Linked DNA regions of Culex quinquefasciatus: region 1 is linked to region 2. Evidence: chromatin contacts called from public Hi-C data. All regions are on one chromosome and are shown on one strand. The core of a region is the stretch at or near the end of the contact, and the rest is flanking DNA. Distances in the headings are between cores, read along the strand shown.

Region 1 (2,700 bases), core at 141-2,640, 150 kb after region 2:
AAACACTGCACTGTTCCTTATCAGCCGGCGTTTGCGCCGTCCCCGAGAACACCCGTTGCGATTTTTTTGTTTCACTTGTGATGTTTCACTTTTCACTCAATCTCTGCCGCGATCACACACTTTACTCACACTTTGCTTGCGCTCTGCTCTTCCTATGTGCTTCTGTTTGACGCGCCAAAAGGTGGCTGTTACGACAATATGCCGGTCACCAGCTGATAACTCACTTACTTGTGCTCTCCCTCACTCTCTCTTGCTTAACCCCTTATCTACTAGACGCTTTGCAACAATGTATTCGCTAGTGGTTGTGACTTTTTTTTTCTCTGCACATTAACCTCACTTTTCGCTAATTTATTTTGCACAATTATTCACACACTTAGACACACACTGTTTGCGACGTTGCGTCGCAACGCATCTTCCAGCGGACTCTCTTTCTCTCGTTTTCTTCCTTGAGTTGTTGTGTTGTTTGCTCGCTCACCCCTTCTTCCTTCTAATTAAATCTGATAACGCACGATCGTGTATTGCAGAGCGCACGCGAAACGCGCTCTCTTCTTGCGGTTATTCTTCCGTCCCGGTTGCAACGCGCGCGTGCACACAGAACTGTCACTTGCTCTAACGCTGATAACGCTCGACCTTTTTGGCGTTTCTTCTCAGGAGGACGTTCTAAGGGACGATCGTACGGACGGTAGGATCTCCGGACCACGGTGGACCACTAATTGCCACATCTTTTCTGGCCACTTCTTTCCCGTGGTTACCTTCACTTGTCACTTGAACTTCACGCGAGTCGACCAAGTCGTTGCGCCGTTCGACCGACCACCGTGTGGACAAAAAGGAAGAATTAAAATAACCGTACGGCGGATTTCTGCGCGCTCTGCGAGCCGTCCGACACTAATTTCTCAAAATATCCAATCGGTTTTTAATGAGAGCTCTCAAAGTAAAAGTGTGATCTCGCGCGACGACGAGACCCTCGGAGAGAGCATCCGACCCGCGCGCTGCCACTGATTTACATAACAAATTGAACTCGATTTTCAGAGTCGGCAGGTCCCCGCAAGAACCTCGTCCGGCAAGAGAGCTGTCCAGCTCCAAAACCGATCACCAACACTGAAGTTCACGATCCAGTCCCTTTCGATTCTTCCCGTAGAGAACCGGAGGACGTAACACAACTTCCGAAGACACACACTTCCGACTGTTCTTCCTGCTCCCCAAAAAAAAAAAAAACTCCAATAAAAAAAACTCCCAAGTTCTTCCCTTCGGAAGAATTCAGGAAGGATCTTCCGGAGCACTCGCAGTTCCTTCCAGAAGGTACCCCACCGGCTCGAAGTCGAAAAGTCGCGTACCGAAACCGGGACAAACCCACCACCCGAAACTCTTGCGAGAGAAATCGTTGTCACGCGTGCTGCTGCCAAGCGAAGACTAAACCGGCCGAAGTTTGCGCGAACGGGACCATGCTCACGACCGGCGGGCCAGACTGCTCTGCATTTTACACGCAGCAGGCGACGACGGCGACGATGGCAGGAAAGGAAAAGCCGCAGAACCGAGTTTTTGAACCCACCGTGCGAGCGTGCGCGTTGAAATCGATGTTTTCGCTCTCTGCGGGCTTTTTCTCTCTTTCGTGGAAGGGGGCTCTCGCGCGCGTGCGATGACGTGAGAGCGAATGCCGGGTGTGCTCTCTTGCGAGAGAGGGAGGAAACCGGAGAAGAGAGAAGCCGGTTATCAGTGACCAAAATAATGAGAGAGGGAGAGGAGATGCGTAAGGAAAAGGGAAGAGAAAAGGATTGTGGAAAACCGGAAGGATGGGAGAAAATTAAGAAGGAAGATCATAGAATTTGCAACGCACTGGCATTAAAATTGCATTAAAAAATAAAAAAAAAACTAAAACTAAACTAAAATGTTTTAAAATCGAATCTCGTTCAATTTAGAAATTAGAAAAATGCTTAAAATTGTTCATCTAAACGTCCTTTAAAGGTTTTTTTGAAACAATCAAAATTTGATTTGTTTTAGAGTGAGTAAAACAAGAAAGTGACGTATTGCAAACATTACTAACAAACTGGTTTTTGGAGTTATTTTTTCCAAGTAAATTGTAATTTGTAAGATTTTTGTAAAATATGTTTTCCTCAAATTATCTAACGTGTTTGAAAAAATGAATGCAAAACAAAGAACATGCAGAAAAATGTAATCACGCAATGGCAACATCGTTCTTGCAATGATTTATTACCAACTGTTTTTTTTTTCTTACAGTTATTTTAAAACGTAAAACTGGCTTGAATTTTTAAATTCCCAGAAAAGCGAATCATCCAATTTCAATCTAATCAGAAACACCAAAGCAAGCAAAAAACGGACACCGGATGACTTAGAAATAAGCACCGGATCAAAATAATGGTTTGTTTACCAATTGACTTAATCTTCATGTGTGGTTTGTATACCGATCGGACGGTGCCGGTATCATCAACCGGCAGGTGAGTCAACCGGCACGGCTAGGCGATCCGCAAAAAAAAAACGATCTCGTTAAAGCAATTCACACCTGCTCGTCTGCTCGTCGATGCGTAAGTTTTGGGGTAATCGTACGCAAAATTGTGCGTGATTTCTCAAATATAGACAGGTCAAATTACCTCAAACTGCCCCGGCCCCACATGGTGGTCAACACTGGATCCTTACCAGCTTCGACGAACAAATTTAAATATAGAAAATTTGCTGGTTGATCGC
Region 2 (2,700 bases), core at 67-2,566:
CCCCTTTTTTAACGCTTAAAAGTGACGCTTTGGATCGAATTTCTGAACTGGCCCCCCAATATAGTAAGTAGAGACATAGTCCTATGTCAGAAAAAATACAACGCGTTTTTCAGTTCAGTTTGGCATGCTTAACAGCCTAACAGAAAAAAAATCCGGTGAAATTTGCCCGGTAAATGGTCAAATTTTCACTTTTTTGTAAATCTCCATATCAAATAAAAAATTAGTAGCATACTTGCCAATTTCAAATGATTGCAACAATTTCCACTTTATCGGTGCGGGAAACCAATAATGGGGTAATTCATCCGTTCCAGACTGTCATAATTCCAAAACGTCACGTGATTCTTCGGTTCGCAGCTTTTGTTCCTGTTTGACGTTTCGAGGCGAGGCTCTACGTACCGGACCGGTGTCTACAGGTAGTGGGGTCATTCACCTTTACTAACTAGATAACTGCTCTGTTTACATCGTATGACCTTGACATACATCGTACGGGGCGAGCTTTGACAATCATATGGTTTTTAGTACAAGCCAAATGCAGGCGTACTAAACGATAGAGCAGCGATTAAATTCCTCAACATGGATCGATATACGAATTTTGGGAGCAACTTTTAACTAAAACGTGACATTTTCGGATAAAATTAGCGTCTTTTTGGCATAAAACATTCATTAGCGGGCTTCTATCAGTATAGTTCTAAAAACGAGCCCAGAAGAGCGCTGATTCACACTAATCATTGAATGATGTCATCGATGAAGGGATATCGGAAGCTATTCACTTTTTAGACTGAAAAACGAAGGATTTCATAGCTCAAACCATGATCTAGTGCTGAATCGTTACTGTTCATCATTGATACCGATCTGATTGAATGAATCTTAGACATTTTTGCATTAATTTCCATTTATGGTCACTACCTGAAATGGTTTGTTTACATAAAACAAACATTGAATTTCTAACCAATTAAGCCTAATCAGAGCCGAAATTTATTTGCAACATGTAGCCCGACTCTCAATAAACCAATTCTCGATAAAGGTCGCCCCAATCCGGCCCCAATTCCGCCGGAAATGTCATCGCCAAATGTCACCTACCTTGCGAAGCTGCAGCGCGTACACCCGCGGCTGATGGCGATGCTTGGCGTACGCCAGGGCCACCACACTGCCCCCAATCAGGCACAGGTACTTGACGGACGGATGCAGGAACCACTTCCGGCTGGAATCGGCACTGAATCCGCGCACTACCGTCCCGAAATTCGGCCCTAATCGCGAGCACCGCGCCAACTTATTTGTGTACATCGCCATTTTTGTTGTGGTACTAAAAATCAAGCTGTTGTTTTTGTTGTTGTACAATATTTTGACGTTTCGCTGGGTGTTGGGAGTTGGGAGAGCGAGAGTAGTAAAGAGAAAGAGAATTGTGTAAATCGAGAGGATTAACTGATTGTGGGAGATTGCGCGCGAGAGAGAAGTTACGCCGGTTCAGAGAGAGCACGTGGTGAGAAGTGCTGCCAGCAGTAACTTACTAACAGCACGTGTTTGGGTGCGTGGAGCAGTTCTATCGAAAACCTATCTAAAGTTTGTTTTAAAAGGTCCCATAAACAATTTTGTTTAAATGTTTATAGGAAATTAAAAAAAAACTCTGGGTATGGAAATAGCTTACCAAGCAATCATTCCAAAATATTTTCAAAAATTGTTCAAGTGAACATTTCAGCTCAATCCTTCTTTATTGAAACAACACACCTGTCAATTGTTTTGTTTTGCAAATACTTTCCAAAATATGTGATAATTGACAAACATTTTATAAGCATTTTTTTGTGGTGCTGAGTTTCATAAAAATCAAAATATCTTTGAACAAGTCCATACATACTAAATATAATTATCAATATAGAGAATTGCACTTTAAATTGTTTAAGTTGATTGATTTTGCAACGGCCTTATTGCTGTCAATGTTTATTTATGTACACTTAAAAATATCATGGTATTTTGTATTTTAGAAGCGAAATATTTACGTGATTTCACATAAATAGAGGTAAAATAACATTAAAAAATAATAAACTTAAAAATACATAAAAAAAAAGATTTAACAATAGAGTTCGTTTGTTTGCTTTTTTATCGCTTCAAATCGATTTGTGACATTTATATTTTAAAAACAATATATTATTTTAGACCACACATTGTGAACAGGAACTTAATGAAAAGTATCTCCTTATGGGTTCTTAAACATTTCAAAATATGTTGATAAAAAAATAACTTAAAATAAGAGTTATACAATTTGTTAGACCCTCCATTTTTTTTTTTGAAAACAGAGATTGGAAATTCCCAAGCATCCTAACCTATGCTCATTTACCAACATTTTAGGAAATATTTAGGTTTGCGATTTTTCCGCAAAATGAAAAGTACAATTATAATGCGTACATAATGGTTTAGAATCATACTGACCGTGGTAAAGAAGTGTTGAAAGAATCGCAAAAAGAACTTTTCATAAAACGTTGAAAAGTTTAAAAAGTTAGTTAACTTTGGTTAAGAAATTGTTGATGAATGTCATTATTTTAAACTTCTCAAAATGTCATGATTTTATTAATCAACATGATTTTGAATCGGAAAACGGAATGTATTTTCGGATTCTTTGGACAATTTTCGACTAGGAGAAGGTTAAATAAGTTTGTAAATAATTAATAAAACGTTTTTTTTTTAACACAATTGCAAAATTCTCCA

What was found. A called contact is a pair of places that touch in the nucleus more often than the background predicts.
Region 1: a Hi-C map of whole body shows a contact between it and region 2, with 7 times the contacts expected there. The contact joins the promoter of LOC6054177 here to the promoter of LOC6032526 in region 2. A contact is called at or near these places in 2 of 2 Hi-C or Micro-C datasets (both in whole body).

What each region holds. Positions count from the first base shown.
Region 1 is chr3:66,708,135-66,710,834 of VPISU_Cqui_1.0_pri_paternal, forward strand. LOC6054177 reads right to left here and starts at 1,391. Exons shown (of 6, transcript XM_038263667.1): 1 at 1,335-1,391; 2 at 1-497.
Region 2 is chr3:66,562,618-66,565,317 of VPISU_Cqui_1.0_pri_paternal, forward strand. It overlaps LOC6032526 (calcium uptake protein 2, mitochondrial), which reads right to left and starts at 1,317. Exons shown (of 12, transcript XM_038260360.1): 1 at 1,081-1,317. The coding sequence starts at 1,290.